2 separate regions of the Oncorhynchus mykiss genome follow, and region 1 is linked to region 2. A link is a contact called in public Hi-C data. All regions are on one chromosome and are shown on one strand. Each heading gives the region's core, a stretch centred on a gene start, on an enhancer-like site or on the middle of the called end of the contact. The rest is flanking DNA. Distances are from core to core; before and after follow the strand shown. Region 1 holds the start of zgc:77262 (RNA-binding protein lark). Region 2 holds the start of LOC110533971 (pyruvate carboxylase, mitochondrial).

Region 1 (4,327 bases), core at 4-2,503, 210 kb before region 2:
ATGTGCTCAATTGGATTCAGGTCTGGGGAACGGGCGGGCCAGTCCATAGCATCAATGCCTTCCTCTTGCAGGAACTGCTGACACACTCCAGCCACATGAGGTCTAGCATTGTCTTGCATTAGGAGGAACCCAGGGCCAACCGCACCAGCATATGGTCTCACAAGGGGTCTGAGGATCTCATCTCGGTACCTAATGGCAGTCAGGCTACCTCTGGCGAGCACATGGAGGGCTGTGCGGCCCCCCCAAAGAAATGCCACCCCACACCATGACTGACCCACCCCCAAACTGGTCATGCTGGAGGATGTTGCAGGCAGCAGAACGTTCTCCACGGCGTCCCCAGACTCTGTCACATGTGCTCAGTGTGAACCTGCTTTCATCTGTGAAGAGCACAGGGCGCCAGTGGCGTATTTGCCAATCTTGGTGTTCTCTGGCAAATGCCAAACGTCCTGCACGGTGTTGGGCTGTAAGCACAACCCCCACCTGTGGACGTCGGGCCCTCATACCACCCTCATGGAGTCTGTTTCAGACCGTTTGAGCAGACACATACACATTTGTGGCCTGCTGGAGGTCATTTTGCAGGGCTCTGGCAGTGCTCCTCCTGCTCCTCCTTGCACAAAGGCGGAGGTAGCGGTCCTGCTGCTGGGTTGTTGCCCTCCTACGTCCTCCTCCACGTCTCCTGATGTATTGGCCTGTCTCCTGGTAGCGTCTCCATGCTCTGGACACTACGCTGACAGACACAGCAAACCTTCTTGCCACAGCTCGCATTGATGTGCCATCCTGGATGAGCTGCACTACCTGAGCCACTTGTGTGGGTTGTAGACTCCGTCTCATGCTACCACTAGAGTGAAAGCACCGCCAGCATTCAAAAGTGACCAAAACATCAGCCAGGAAGCATAGGAACTGAGAAGTGGTCTGTGGTCACCACCTGCAGAACCACTCCTTTATTGAGGGTGTCTTGCTAATTGCCTATAATTTCCACCTGTTGTCTATTCCATTTGCACAACATCATGTGAAATTGTTTGTCAATCAGTGTTGCTTCCTAAGTGGACAGTTTGATTTCACAGAAGTGTGATTGACTTGGAGTTACATTGTGATATTTAAGTGTTCCTTTTATTTTTTTTGAGCAGTTTACTTGGTGTTGGTACGCAGCTGCACGACAAAGTCCTCTTCCTTCTTCAGTTAGCCAGCTGGCTTGCTGCCTGGCTCACGCCATTTGCTGTCAGTGAGAAGGTGTAGTCACTAGTTACCACAGCCACAAAGACATAAACCCCGCCTATTTCTACAATTGATTTTATTAAAATCTTATTGGAAACCTAACCCTTACCCCACTGTTAACCTTATGCATAACCTTAAATTAAATTCACAAAATCATGTTTGTAGTTTCAAAAACGTTTTCGATATAGACAATTGGGACTTTGTGGCTGCGTTATCTAGTGGAAACCGATGTGGGGCTGGTGAGAAGCCATCAAAGTACAAGGAAGGTAACGTTACATAGCTAGCTACGTAACCTAACTGGCAAGGTGAGATTAAAGTTAATTTGTACAGAAATAGACTAAACAACCTCAAAAGGTAGCTAGGAAACTTTAGCTTGATGTAGTTAGTTACTAACGGTTAAACATATCTAACATTACTATAACGTTGTTAGCTTGCTAGCTAGCCTACTGCTGGCAGCTTTTCAGTTGGCTAGTTAGCTCGCTCGCTAACCTTACATACACTAGCAAAACTATTTTTCTAGCTACAGTAATCTACATCTACTAAGGTAATTGGTAAGTCCTTTTGTAACTCGCTATCAGTCAGCTAGCTAATGTACTAGCAAATATACTAGTCAGCTCCGACCCTAGCCTGGCTGCAACAAGCTAGCAAATGTTAGCCCCTAAGAGCCAAGAGTGTGCCAGAGAAAACCCCCAGGACTCCAATTTACTATAACGTTTCTAATGAGATCTTAATCGCTATCTAACTCCTCTTAATTTTGGTTTTAGAGACTGAAGAAGCTGCTCTGTCACCGTGTGAGTGCTGAAGAAGAGTCCTCCAGGAATCCTCATTTACACTTGATACACACCTTTCTCTGAAACAGCTAAGTCAAGACTGTGTCTTGTTAGCTACCATACTAAAATGGTGAAGATATTTGTTGGAAACGTGAATTCCTCAACCACAGAACCAGAACTGCGTACTCTTTTTGAGAAATATGGTCAGGTGTCAGACTGTGACATTCTGAAAAACTATGGCTTCGTGCACATGAATGAGGAGGAGGAAGCCCAGAAGGCAGTGGCAGAACTCCATAAGCATGAGCTGAATGGGGCACCCATCACTGTGGAGTTTGCCACTACGAAGGTCCGCAATGCCACCAAGATCTACGTTGGGAATGTCCCTGAGGGGACCACAGCTGCTAAGATAAGAGAGCTTTTCCAACCGTTTGGTAAGGTGGTAGAGTGTGACATTGTTAAGAACTTTGCCTTTGTGCACATGCAGAGAGAAAATGAAGCCTATGAGGCCATTTCCAAGTTAAACCACTCTAAAATGGAGGGCCAAAAGATCTTTGTATCCATCTCCCGCAACAATCAAGCCAGAAATGGCAGAGGGGATGACTACCCTCACCACTATCCACCTCACCCACACGACGCTCCTCACTACCTCCCCCCTCGAGCTCTACACGGTGACTACTACCCACCTCGTGGTCGCTATCCCCCTCCTCCTCCCCTTCCCCCACCCCCTCCTAGGGCCTACTACGAGTGTGACCTCTATGAGAGGCGTGTCCTCCATGACCCATACTCTTCCTCCTCACGTTACTATGAGCAGGATCCTTATGAGCGACGGCTTCCCCCACTCCCTCAGCGGCCACTTTCTCCCCCCCTTACTTCCTGTTATTACCGGGAGCGCAGCCCACTGGCTAGCTGGTCTCCACCCCCACCTTCCTCTGCCAGCTATGCCCGAAGGGGTGCCGGGCGAGATTTTGTTGGTGGCAGCTCTGTGCCCCCTCCTTCCTCTATGTGCTATGCTCTGGGCTCAGGCTTTGATAAGGATGATTACTTTGAGGAGAAGTACTCCAATGGTTTTGGTAGGGGCTACTAAGGGCACTTTTTGGAAAAAAAAATCGGTGGAAGATGTTGTGTATGAGTATGTTGGCAATGAGTGCGCAGTTTTTTAGAAAAACGGGTAATAGGAACAATACCGTTCATTCATAAAGCTTACTTGTCAAGTCAAGCAGCACACTTAATTGATTTTGACCAGTTTTTGTTGATCATGAATAATCACCAGCCATATCAGCAGTCTTTGAATGCGTTTTATATTAGTTTTTCATTGTTGCCAGATTTTTAGACTTGAGGTGGTAAGCTTGTGTCTTTGAATGTTTGTTAATATTAATGTCATATTTTGAATTTTTGAAGGAGTTTAGGATTTTTTAAAATGTAGAATAGGAATGATGTTTTGTGTAGTCGGCCCTACATCAGGGGTCCCCAATTACATTAAGCCGTGGACAGATTTTTCTTTCAGCGGAGGGTTGGAATGCCGGAACATAGTTATAAATAATTTGTACACTGAAAATTGACCTCAAGTATCCAAAACAGATCATATTTGACAAAAACAGAATCATTTCAAACCTTAATTACATAGGAATATGATCACATATACTTGTGAACATATTTCCTAAATCGGCAAATAAAATCATTACGGGCCACCTATTGGGGAATCCCGCCCTACATTGAGTGGATGACATTGACTAAAACTATTTCTGCTTTTTTGGAGACAGTTTGAAGGGAAATTGATATGTAATTATCAGTGGTAAGTTATTTATATCATACTTGTCTATCACATTTATTTTGTTGTCAAGTCCTGATACACTTTTCTCAAATACGTTTTTATTTTCTTCCTGAGGATTTTAGTCCCCTAAAATCCTTCTCACTCAGGTTTTTGTCATTCACCACAATTCAAAGGTTGGGGTGTTTGTTGTGTGCAAACTAGCTGACTGACTAACCAAGCACACTGCATCAGCTGACCAAGCTCATCTCATCTGAAGGCCTGGCCACATTCGGTGCAGCATCGTAGGATAAAGCATTGTCTCCGAAACGAAACCCGATACGACCGATTCATCGACTTGACGACTAAATAAAAAGATAACCACCGAAAAATTGTTGCACCTCCGGAGTCACAGCCTGTATATCTATTTGACATTATGCATATGAATCACTCGCTGTCCGTAGAGTAACAAGTCCTTTTTGTTTTTGTATAAAATGGATGTAATCCAAGATAAAAATAATTGAGAAATCTACGCCTATAAGGACAAATCTGACTTGTTTTTATTAGAAGAAATACATGAACAAATGTCTTGATC
Region 2 (4,720 bases), core at 673-3,172:
CACGATCACTCTCTTCCATGGTTGTTTGTGTTGCAGATTTCCTTCCACACGGTACATGTGAAAGAATGCAAAGCGTTGTCCAATTGACAAAAAAATATTGCCATAAAGAGTGTGATTTGCGACACAAAGAAATAAACGAGCACAATATGAAACGATAGACGTTTTTCTATCGTCACACAACATATTGTCATATCGCCCAGTCCTACAGTACAGTATGAAGACCAGTCTGAGTCCTGTTTTTGCAGTAAGCAGGTGCCCTGTACCTGCACCCATACGGGGAGTAGTTCAGATCAAGGTGCCGGAGGTGAGCTTTGCTGAGGGCCCTAAAGTGATTTTATTTAAGATAGGCCATATCTTTTATGCTCTCATTTCCAAGAGATTACTACTATGTTACTTCATTTCAAGGAGTACCTTGTATCCTCCAAGAAGATGTATTTTGGTACTTGGATGGCTTTAATGTGTCACTAATCACAGTGGGTGCAGTCCACTGTACCATGACATCAACCTACCTACCACCAAGCTTGCCAGCCACCAAGCAGTCATTAATCAGTCCTGTCCGGCATTAGGTGGACATGTCATTCACTTTATTATTTAGTGCCATTTCAGTCTTTCTGTTCAATCTTCCCAGTGTAACAGTTGGGATAATGGGACAATTCGGAGTACAACTAATTTCTCATCCCTGAATTAAGGTATGTTTTTTCAAGCCATATCTTTCAAGTGCTTCATGGTGTCTTACGCTACACTGTCATTGCTGTCCGACCCCAGTGCAGCTTATTGTAATCAAGCACAACTGTAGGGACGGAATCTTCCAGCAACTTTACCTAGTGCAACAAAGTCAAGGTTCTTCACTGATAGAAAGAGCAAACAAATCAATCTCAGTGTTCTCATGTTCGACGTATTATGTCAGAGTCAGAACATAGAGAATCGATGTAACTATTTGCTTGAGTCCAAACGTTTAAAGGTGGTAGAGAATTCTAAATGTTGAAATGTCACCATCATTTTGGAGAGATGCAGCTGCAATACCCATTTTTACTCCTGATGCAGCCACCTCACTAACCAACTCTCCAAATCAGCTAGCTGGCATAGCTAGCTAAACAACTGTTTGATAGCTAACTGCTCTGTACCTGCACGCAAAGACATTGCAGTAATATGATTTGATGGATATTGACCAACTACCTCGGGATAAGCAAGGGTGACAACCCCCCTCAAAAAAAAATATTATCTAAGACTTGTAACGTTAATGCAAACTTACCTTACCGCTTCAAACCTAACGTTAGCACGCTTGAATAGGCTTGAAAGTCTCCCAGCTAACTATCTGTGTCTATCTGACGTTAGCAGGAGTGTCGGGTGTCGCTATTGACTGTTGCTGGCAGATAACTTTCTTCTTCAATCAACGTAATTAGCTAGCTGGGTACTGTGAGATGACAGTCCCCCTCCGATCGTGTTTGTTTTCTGTGCACCCTAGCTTGCAGTCACGGTTGATGACAGAAAAAAGTCTGGGGTTTGAAAGACAAGCTAGCTGTCTATTTACCTGAGACGTCTGATTCACTCAGACTACTCGCCCACCCACCCCTTGCTATTGGTTATCTTGATTACGCCTATTAATACGCTCGTACCCGGGGCCATAGAGAATCCAGTGGGCCTGATCTATATATCCATGTATTTTGGTGTATACTATCAATGAGTTAGCCAGCTAACTTTGATAAAACAACTAGAAATAGCTATTGATTCGGAAGATAAACCCCAGAGTTTCTAAACCCATAGACGCAACATCGCGAGACATCCGGGAACGCTTGCGAAACAGACCAGTCCTGGGTTTGAGAAGTCAATAAGAGTGAAATGTTCTTCCATATTTGTTCATTTTCTCTAAATCTAAAGGCACAACCTAGATCCGAGGCCGTGTCTTAAGTAGTCGGCCATGTTATTACTCAAACCTCGTGAAAGTGACAAACTGACACGTTTTCATTTTCGTCAAAAACAACTTTATATCGAAGGAGTGCCTGACGGCGTGCACATGCGCCGTGTGGCGCGAGAATCGTTAGACCCAATGACGTGAGTTAAACTAGCCAACATCGCCTACAAGTGTGATAGGATAAAACTGCTTCTCCAATAAAAATCCCCTATCGTCACAGTGTTTGATTTAGGGCGAGGTTCGTAAATTCAATCCGGAGTACCAGAGTGTAATTTGCATCACTGTCAATGACATACCTTTATTTTGAAGGCTAACTGCAACGTCCACTACTGTGGCTAGTTTCACATATATGGGTCCGACAACCATTAATCAAATGAGAGCTGTTTTATAAAAGGGGGTTATTTTAGATGATGACACCTAGCTATATAGTTAGCTACTACTGAAACAAATTGTCGTTTTGCTATCTTTTGGGGGAAGAACATTGTTTGCATCCGTGAGCTAGCTAGCTTTTTTTTAATGAACAGCACTGTGGGTGCGTGAGACAACTTCACCAGCATCATAGCATACGTATCGATGAATGTTGTGACATATGAAATACTAGTGATTAGTGTAATCAATGTGTAACAACTATGTAAGAAAATATGAACGCAACAAGCTTATTTGACGTGTATCTTTTTTTTGACACGCAAAGACTAAATATTCGTCGAATAAGACATGTGAGAGATGAATTTTGCCAAATTGATTTATTTATCTACTAATACAAAATCAGTAGCGGATTTAGGTACGGGCGACATGGGCAGCCGCCTAGGGCGGCATCTTGCAGGGAGCGGCACGGGGGCGGGCGCGGACGCTGAAGGGGGGGTTCGCCCAGGGCGCCATACAAGATAGAACCGACACATACACTTGAAACAAATAGCCAATCCGAAAACTCAGACAAAAATTATTTCTGCTACTAAGATCAGTGAAATGTAGGCTAAACTGAAAACGGAATGAAGAGCAGAAATCTCAACTAGCAAGCAAGTCGCAGCAATGAAGAACACAAAGGGGGGATTCTGGCAGGGGGGAGATTTTCGGCACAACACCGGCACCTATTTCAGTCCAAGGCAAACACTGCCTATCTTCATACTGTAGTCTTCAGGGGTGTAAAGTACTTAGGTAAAAATACTTTAAAGTACTACTTAAGTCGTTTTTTCGGTATCTGTACTTTGCTTTACTATTTAAAATGTCCACAACTTTTACTTTTACTTAACTACATTACTAATGAAAATAATGTACGTTTTACTCAATACATTTTCCCTGACACCCAAAAGTACTTGATACGTTTTGAATGCTTAGCAGGACCAAATGATCCAATTCACGCACTTATCAATTGAACGTCCCTGGTTATCCCTACTGCCTCTGATCTGGCAGACTCACTAAACACACATGCTTCGTTTGTTAATGATGTCCAAGTGTTGGAGAATAGCCCCTGGCTACCCCTAAATGTAAAAAACAAGAAAATGGTGCCATCTGGTTTGCTTAAAATAAGGAATTTTAAATTATTTATACTTTTACTTTTGATACTTAAGTAAGTTTAAAACCAAATACCTTTACTCAAGTAGTATTTTATTGGGTGACTTTTACTTTAGTCATTTTCTATTAAGGTATCTTTACTTTTACTCAAGTATGAAAATGTGATACTTTTTCCACCACTGACTGTCTTTGCCTAAACTTTGTTTCTGGTTGTTGAGTCAATTAGACCATGCCCATTCAACTCATCTTTCTAAAAAAATAAAACGTTTTTGCACAATATATTAAGTTAGCTGGCTAACTTATTGATTCTGCTTTGTAGTATATGCTTCTGGTTAATGTTTGGAATTTACTGTGTGCTTTTCGCCATACCCAACATCAATCAATGTGCACAGCGAAGATTTATACACTGAGTGTACAAAACATTAAGGACACCTGCTCTTTCCATGACAGACTGACCAGGTGAAGGCTATGATCCCTTATTGATGTCACTTGTTTAATCCACTTCAAACAGTGTAGATGAAGGGGAGGATACAGGTTAAAGAAAGATTTTTAAGCCTTGAGGCAATTGAGGCATGGATTGTGTATGTTTGCCATTCAGACGGTGAATGGGCAAGACAAAATATTTAAGTGCATTTGAACTGGATGTGGTAGTAGGTGCCAAGCGCACCGGTTTGTGTCAAGAACTACAACGCTGCTGGGTTTTTACCCACGAAGCATACCCACGAAGCATCGTTACCCATCGTGCCATAAAAGCCATGGCCCTTGCAGAGCAAGGGGAACTACTACTTCAGGTCTCAGAGCGAGTGACGTCACACGATTGAAACGCTATTAGCGCGCACCACCGCTAACTAGCTAGCCATTTCACATCGGTTACATATATACACTAGATGACTGACAAGGGGTGCTGTTTTAATGCCACCGCAGATCCATCTTGGCATTCCCCCACCATTGCTAAAGAAATGCAGTTATTAATGTCTACATTTGTTCTATTAAAGACGGACACCTTAATACATACTTTTACATTGTGTGAGTTAAACATACAAAATAGAATGTAAACATTTTCCTTGAAGTATAATTTTAAGTTTTGTTACTGTCCAACAAAAATACAAAAATATATAACATTTTCTCCTTGAAACATTTAATTGAAAAACTGTAGAATTCCAATAATTCCTAGGAGTGGTTGGCTGACAAATTATGCCTGCACATCAATGTGGCCGGATGGCGTGCATTATTTTTTCTGAATGGTCAGTTAGCTAGCAACAATGACAAGAAGCTGCCGTGTGGGGAATCGTACGA

Evidence for each region. A called contact is a pair of places that touch in the nucleus more often than the background predicts.
Region 1: a contact with region 2 is called in a Hi-C map of liver, with 3 times the contacts expected there. The contact joins the promoter of zgc:77262 here to the promoter of LOC110533971 in region 2. A contact is called at or near these places in 2 of 3 Hi-C or Micro-C datasets (blood and liver).

The regions. Positions count from the first base shown.
Region 1 is chr10:43,985,877-43,990,203 of USDA_OmykA_1.1, reverse strand. It overlaps zgc:77262 (RNA-binding protein lark), which reads left to right and starts at 1,253. Exons shown (of 2, transcript XM_021618577.2): 1 at 1,253-1,766; 2 at 1,980-4,327. The coding sequence starts at 2,113. The coding sequence ends at 3,069.
Region 2 is chr10:43,781,021-43,785,740 of USDA_OmykA_1.1, reverse strand. LOC110533971 (pyruvate carboxylase, mitochondrial) reads right to left here and starts at 1,922. Exons shown (of 21, transcript XM_036990383.1): 1 at 1,258-1,922.